Linked DNA regions of Macaca fascicularis: region 1 is linked to region 2. Evidence: chromatin contacts called from public Hi-C data. All regions are on one chromosome and are shown on one strand. The core of a region is the stretch at or near the end of the contact, and the rest is flanking DNA. Distances in the headings are between cores, read along the strand shown.

What was found. Hi-C and Micro-C count contacts between places; a contact is called where the count stands out from the background.
Region 1: a Hi-C map of liver shows a contact between it and region 2, with 1.7 times the contacts expected there. The contact joins the enhancer-like site here to the promoter of MAP3K20 in region 2. A contact is called at or near these places in 2 of 2 Hi-C or Micro-C datasets (liver and skeletal muscle).

What each region holds. Positions count from the first base shown.
Region 1 is chr12:68,747,569-68,751,779 of T2T-MFA8v1.1, reverse strand. All of the region lies in intron 10 of MAP3K20 (mitogen-activated protein kinase kinase kinase 20), which reads right to left. Among named protein-coding and RNA genes, the nearest start is that of CDCA7, 130 kb to the left of the region's middle. Within about 2 kb of position 2,744, at least 1 of the 6 cell types and tissues checked has an H3K27ac peak or open chromatin away from gene starts, as enhancers often do. A contact at or near this core is called in liver, where this site is marked.
Region 2 is chr12:68,609,199-68,612,879 of T2T-MFA8v1.1, reverse strand. MAP3K20 (mitogen-activated protein kinase kinase kinase 20) reads right to left here and starts at 2,071. Exons shown (of 20, transcript XM_065525653.2): 1 at 1,936-2,071. It overlaps LOC123567913 (a long non-coding RNA gene), which reads left to right and starts at 510. Exons shown (of 3, transcript XR_006691071.2): 1 at 510-570; 2 at 837-923.

The DNA.
Region 1 (4,211 bases), core at 1,495-3,994, 140 kb before region 2:
AGCGGGTGTCCTGGTACAACCATTTAGTAAATGCTTACATTTATCTAGCTCTTTACAGTTTGTAAGTGCTGTTATCCATGATCTCATTCCCATAACAGTCCCAAGAAACAGGTATTAATCTCATAGTATAGGTGGGAAAATGATATTCAAGTTAGGTGTTAACACACCATCAGTAAGTGGTTGAGATGACACTTTAGGCTACTCATTGGCTGAGTAACCCAAGCAATCAATTGACTAACCTGACTCAGTTTCCTTGGTTGTAAGGGGTGGTGGTTATAGAACATTAGGGTTCCCCTACCTGCCTGATCCTTAGACTTACATAGGCAACTTGTTTTTTAAAAAACCACACACCAGAACCGAACAAAACATGGATTTCTAGGACCCTTCCTTAGAGCTCATGAGTCAGTAGGCCTGGGTGGGACCCTGGAATTTTCATTATTTTATAAAAGACCCGGCCGGGCGCGGTGGCTCAAGCCTGTAATCCCAGCACTTTGGGAGGCCGAGATGGGCGGATCACGAGGTCAGGAGATCGAGACCATCCTGGCTAACACGGTGAAACCCCGTCTCTACTAAGAAATACAAAAAATAGCCGGGCGAGGTGGCAGCGCCTGTAGTCCCAGCTACTCGGGAGGCTGAGGCCGGAGAATGGCGTGAACCCGGGAGGCGGAGCTTGCAGTGAGCTGAGATCCGGCCACTGCACTCCAGCCTGGGCTACAGAGCGAGACTCCGTCTCAAAAAAAAAAAAAAAAAAAAAAAAAAAAGACCCGAGTAATTTTTACAATCAGGCAAATGTAGAAAACCGTGGGCCAGATGAACTCTAAGGTTCCTTTTAATTCTCATAATTTTTAAAGGAAGTTATCTCCCTTAGGGTCTATAGGCCAACCAACCTCACCACTTGGAACCACATGCTATGTTACAGAAATCTGTCCTTCACAGAAAGTGGAACTGGTACCATGGCTCAGCACAAACGGTTTTCTCCTTTAGGGCTGTCGCAATGTTTAAGTCTCAATTTATGTTTTCAGAACTGGAAGTTCTTTCCCTTGAGTTTCTGAAAAGCCTGTAAGTAAGCAATAATACTGAGAGAATGAGGGAGAGGGAGAGGGAAGTCAAGGCTAGAGAAGGCACTGGAGGGGAGGATGCAGAAGATGGGAACTGGGTGACTATTGCAGAATAGCTGCTGGGTGCTGCCAGCTGCTGCTTCCAGGTGCCGCTGAGGCAGTCCTGTGTTGCGACGGCATAATCATGATTGAGATGTTGACTATGGAAGGTAGAAGCCCCCACATCTAAGTTAATGAATATATGTAACCAAAGTCTGCCTTTTTCTTTCTAGGGAGAATAACAGTAAGTAAACAGCTTACTCTTATTGGAACATTCCAATGCTCTTACAGATACTAACCAAATGAATGAAAACAAAAAGTTCTGGACATTCACTGGCAAAATCCAACTCTGCACAGGTATGGAGGTGGGTCTGGATTTGGCTCAACACTTTACTTCCCTACTTGTCCGAAATGCACCTCAGAGCAAGGGTGGCAGCAATCAGGTGTAAGAAGCCTCTGCTGCGACGCCCACAAATATCAACACCCATCCCTTTTACTGGTGCCATTTGAAAAATCATAAAAGGCTGTAAGTCATATTACAGTCCCTAAAGAAGGCAGTGATTCAGCCATCTTTCAGAATTATGACTGTACCATAAAATCCAAATTTTATCCCTGATATTTCGGATAAAAATATTATGACTATGCACATAAACGAAGTTTTTATTTTTCAGTGGAAGACTGAGGGGAAAAAATCAGCGTGAAAAACCTTAGGGTAAATTTTTGTCATAAAAAAAGAAGAGTGAGCCATCTTCAGTTGGTGAAGCGGTCAGTAGGCGGCAAGGGGGTGGTGGGAGCTGGTCGGGCTCAGTGTGCGATGGCAGAGGCCTGGGCCGGCGTCTACACGGCGCTTCTGCCAACCCAGTCCCCACGCCCCTGCCAGTGAGACTAATCTCACTGATGTTCTTTTAGACCAGGGTAAATGGTCACTACATTCTATTTCACTTGTAATTTAAGCCAAAGATGCATCTCAAGTTCCAGCTCTGGGAGCCTACTGCGATGTGAGCACTTCTGGAAAACGGATCAAGAGTTAAATGGACGGGAAGCTGTGACACAGAAACTAACACCGAGTAAATCTCCGTCCTCAATCTGTCTCCTCAGGCCCAGCTTTCCAACAGCACTCCCGACACTGCCGAGTCTGAAATCGTGTGGGAGGTTATATGCCATTAGAGATGTGACCCCAACCCGGGGACGACATAAAAACAGCTGCTTCCTTGGTTTTTTTGGCGCATTGTTTTGTATCAAATGCATTTGTTGATATATTTATATAACCTTCTTGTTCTAAAAATATACTTTAAATGTCTTAGTTGATGAAAATTATGGTCTTCTCGTAAGCCAAATCCAATCAAGGTCAATGTCAACTAGTATCAATTTTCCATATGCCAAAAACAGGCAATGAACTGTAATTATCTTCTTTCATCAGACAGAAACTTACTTTGAAATAAAAGGTCAATTTGTAAAAAGAGTGATATAGCGTATATATTACATGATAAATGTATAATCTGTTTATTAAATGTAGTGTTATATATTACATGATTTGTGCTAACATTGCACAAATTGCAAAGGTTACATGTTTTGATCTCTGGGTTTTTGTTTTTAAGAAGGCATGTCACGGTGAGAGTACTTTGGTCACCACGGGAAACACAACCAACCAAGTGTTTTGCCAAGAGACACAGATCTGAACGCTCATCACAACACTGCATGCCTCGTTCAGTGCAGGTTGCCACAGATCTACAGACAATTACCATGGTTAATGAAAATCCAAAACAGGACCCACAGGATGACACATTTTCTGTTCTTAATGCTTATTGCCATTATTGCTAGTAAGTCAATGGGAGGAGAAACAAGCTGAAGGTCTGATGAATAAGGAAAAGTCTGACACTAGATATTGTTCCTATCATTTATTAGGTCAAAGGAAAGAACATAGTCTATGTGGTTTTTAATAATGTAGTTTTAAAAAGAGTTTTCAGAATAACCATTCAGTTTTCTAAAAATACAAGTTGCATCTGGTCTATGTGTAGAGGAAGCTCTACCAGAAAATAATCATTTGCCAGAAACACCACAGCAGGATTGGAATCAGGCTTCACTGTGATCACTGTGACTCTAATTTACTAAAACACTCTTTGGACACTAGTCATGTGGTTTCAGACACTAGATAAAAGTTGGGGGGGAAGAGGAAGTAGTTCGAATGTGTTGTCTTTTGAAATGTTGAGATTATCTGAAAAAAACATAATTCTTTTCAGGAGTTTACATATTGAGTTAGACACCTTAATAACCTAAAATGATCATGCCCTATAATATTTCTCTTAGCTAAAAAGGAATTCAGTCAAGTGAATATTGCATACTAATGAGAAGACAGCATGACAATGGCCACAAGTCTAGTAACCGCACTGTACAGTATGAGTGCAAGGGCAGGCTGTGTTACCAGACCACCCAGGTTCTGTTACTGTATTCTGTCCTGGGTTCTGTTCTCAGTACTGTATGATTTTGAGCAAGTTACTCAATTTACCTTTGCATCTGTGATATAATTTAGGGTTGCTATGGGGATTAAAAAAGAAAATCTAAATGAAGTACAAGCATCTGGTAAAAACCTAATAAGTGACAACTGTGTTTATTATTATTAAAATTACTATTATAGTCCTCTCTGTTTTTAACCAATTGCCTACTTCAGTGAAAACAGCTCTGCTGCTTCTCAAACTGTGGTTTACTGGTTTGGGTCAGGATATATATTCTCTCTCCAGCTCTCAGAACAGGATTAACAGTTCTTGAAAGATGAGGAGGCCCCCTAGGCAACTGTATTCCTTTTACTAAAATACGTCACTGTATTTTACCTCCTTTTTCCCCCATTGTCAATCATCAGTTTCATTTCCCTCACTTTCACCTTCAAGCATTTTAAAAATTCAATTTATCATGCAACTAGTCCATGTTTAATGTGGAAGAAGTAGGAAATAAAGATATACAAATAAAAAACACTCTGTATAATTCCATTACCCACTGATAACACTGACTTTTTGATACTTTTCTCTGTGTACATATACACAATAATATATTTTATAAAAAACAGAATCATTCTAAACAAACTAGACTGTAGGCTCAACTTTGAAATCATTTATCAGA
Region 2 (3,681 bases), core at 822-3,321:
TTCCCTAAAAGAATAAGAAAAACAGATCAATCATTTATTTGCTTTTTTAGACAAGAAAGTCCTTGCAATTGCATCATGGTCATTTACTCTGGAATTATTATCACTAAATTTTTTTATTTAAACAACAATATTTTGCAGTTAAAAAACTCCCCCAAATAATCTCAAAAAGTTATAGGAATTAAATTGTGAAAGATTAAAATAAACATTGCAGGGGTCCAAAAGACTATTTTTATCTTAATTCTCTATTCCCAAACTAAATTCGTATTCATTTACAGTCTCCTAAATCTCTCACTATAGTAGCAGGAATTTAAAACAAAGACTCTGCAAATGACCATAAACATAATTAAAATGCAGCCATCACTTTTTTTTTTTTTTTTTTTGAAAATTGAAAAACAAGTGAAATTTCACTGTGGAGAGAGGCCTACTACAAGGAGGACATTAGCCTTGAATCACTTGTTTATTTTTGTCTTTAAACGTGTTTGGAGGTTTGGATCCACTAAATCCTAGCTGTTAATTTCAAGGAAGGTCAGGGAAACAAGAAGTCTCTCCTAAAACAGCTTTGGGGTTAAAGTAGGTACTGTTTTCAACAATCTTAATTCAAATATCCTCAAATTCACTCTGTAAGACGATTCTCACACACCATTATTAATGAGCTGCTTACTGTACTATACTTGGAATGGGCCCCTAAATTGTGTTGCTTTCATTATTACAGAAACTAACAAAAATAGTAATTAAGTTCCCCATAAACAGTGCTTATGCGCGATCTCAAAGCGCATCAGAAACATTAACATTTTCGGCGATCTAACAGAGATAATCTTTTTAAAAATTTTTTTTAGGCAATCGGATGTTATCTAGCCAGTCCTGAATTAAAGTTTTCTGAAAGCTGTCATGGGCAAGCGAGGCCAGGCGAGGCGGCGGCCTGGGTAAGTACTTCTCGGCCTGGTGCAGGTCTGGGAGCCCACAAAAAGACGGCTGCCTGAGGGTCGCCAAAGGGGACAACCCGGGCTCCGGTGGGAGGAAAGGGGGAAGCCCGAGAGGGCGGGCGCGCCACGCTGCCCAAGCCCGGCGAAGGAAGGGCGGGGAGCGGCGGCTCTGGGTGGCTCTGGATACATTTACGCATGTTTGTAAAACTAATCTTTAGTGTTCATTGTTCCTGCTGGTTATTCGCATGGCCTAATTACGTGAGGAAAACAGAATGAAAGAAAATGGATGGAAAGCAACACCGCTAGCGGCCGAGTTCTTAGAAAAGCAGAAGTTCGTCGTCCCTCCTCGCACGCACAGCGAGTGCTGGGAAGTGGCCTGCATCCTGCCCTGATTTGGGGGCCTCGCGGTTCCCCTCCCGACAGTGCCCCAACCACCCGCTGCTTGGCCGGCTCTCCTGTTTGCAGAGCCCCTGCCCGTGCCGCACGCCCAGGGCCGCGGAATCCCGAGCCGCTCCGGCCTGCGCCCCGCGCCTCCAGGCACCAACTTCTCCGTGGGACTGGCCCGAACTTTCCCGAACCGCACTTGGCGGCGCCGCGGCCGAGGTCCCGCGAGGACTCCTCCGGCGCGGCGAATGCTCGCTCCGGCCGCCGCCGCCGCCGCGCGGGTCCTGGGTCAGGGAGAGGAGCCCCAAGTAGCATCCAGAGGCCGCCTGGACTCCCGGGCCCCGGCGGAACCTCGGCCCCAAGACGCGAGGACGACTCGCGAGCGCGGCGGGCCTCGCCCCCTCCCTCCCCGCCCTCCGCGGGCTCCAGCCTGGACCCTACCTGGCTCCCAGGCCGGGCGCGAGCAGCAGCCGGGGGCGCGGAGGCCCCGCGCGCGACGAGGGCGGCGGGGGTTGGAACGACAGCGGCCCGCGCGGCTCCCACGCTTCCGCCGGAGTCAGGAGTTGAACATTCCGCCTCTCTGCCCGGCGCCAATGAGGAAGACAGTCACGGCAACAGCACCACCTACCTCCCGGCGCGGAACGGCCGGGCAGCCCTCCCCTCACACGCGCGGGCGAGCGGGGCGTGGGGAAGGCGCTTGGGCCTCCCTGGCCTGCGCCCGGGGGCACCATCCGCCCCGCGCCCCGGCACCCGCCGAGGCCCCCAGGCACACCTGCCCTGCTGTCGGGGGAGAGCTGTGGGGGTGTTCCCCCTGGCCACCATCTTTTTGACGAGTTAACACCACCTGCTACTCCTTCAACTCAGTCTTCAACAAACAGGCGCGGGGGACGCAAAGAAATAGAGGCTGTTTTGTGCCCTGCAAGAGTTAATTCTCTAGTTGGGAAAGGGACAAACGTAGAGATTTCTGGGAACACAGGTCTGAAGGCTGCCTCCCTAGAAAGATCAGTAGGTACCTCTGGAATTTTGAGGAGGGGCCGTGGTCCGCTGCTGTAGTTGGTAACTTTAACAGAGCAGAGTTCAGATGAGGAACCAGAGTCCATTACAGGCCTAAGCCAAAGGTAGAGGTGGGCGTTGGGAAGAAAAGAAATTTCTGATTGGGGAGGATGGTTTTGTGAAGGAAAAGTGCGAGGAGGTGGCAAGGCATAGGCAACATTATCCAGGAGTTTGGATTTGAATTTTATTATCCATGGACACCGGGGAGCAGTGAAAAATTAGAATCAAAGGGGTGAAATGGGTGTTTGTGTTTTTGTTTAAACTGTAATTTTGAGAGAGTAGTCCACAGTAGTTGTAGCTTGGGTTGCTAGGATGGGACCAGGATGAGTGGTAGATATTGTCACCACCCGGTTGTGGGATCATGAGGACCTGAGTTAGGGTGTAGGAAATGGAATTAAAAAAAAGAAATGGGCTGGGTGTGGTGCTTGTAATCCCAGCACTTTGGGAGATCAAGCTGAGGGGATCACTTGAGAACTGACTGGGTAACATAGTGAGACCTCATCTCTAAAAAAATCAAAAACTTAGCCCGGTGTGGTGCCACGCATCTATAGTCCCAGCTACTTGGGAGGCTGAGGTGGGAGAATCGCTTGAGCTGGGGAAGTCGAGTCTGAAGTGAAACACAATCGCATCACTGCACTCCAGCCTGGATGAGAGTGAGACTCTGTCTTTAAAAAAAAAAAAAAAAAAAAAAAAAACAAGAAGAAATGGAATTGAGAGAAATATTAAATATTTCAGCAAGAGGGCACAGAAATTGGTAACCCACAAGATTTAGAAGAGAAGCGGCAAGATTTAGAAGAGAAGAAGAGGAGAGGTGATGCCAAGATTTCAGACCTGGATGACTGGAAGAATGATGGTGTCATTGACAGGAATAGGAATACGTGAAAGGGAAGCTGGCTTCATGTTGAGTTTGAGGTCATAGAAGTAAAAACAGGTAGAGATGCAGCAACTGAAATATGAAACTGAAATTCAGAAAAGAGGTCAAGAGTGAAATAGAAAATTTGTAAGTCATTCGATAGGTTAAAGATACGAAAGCGGAGAGATGGGTGAATAGAGGTTAAAAAGCAATTTATTAGTCTGGTATTCAAATTAATTTGCCCTTTGATAAGGACTGGAGATTTTAGCATTAATAAATTGTATTTTGATAACTGAGAAATTAGAATTGATGAAAATTGCCATGCTAAAAAAATTTGTAATGCAGGTCTAATAAAATAATTCAAATAATTCCATCCTATCCATTCAAGGAAAAACTAAGACTCTTTAGCATAGACCCCAGGCGTAGGAAGACTCCAGTCATTTTACCTTACCTTCAGAAGCACTTGTT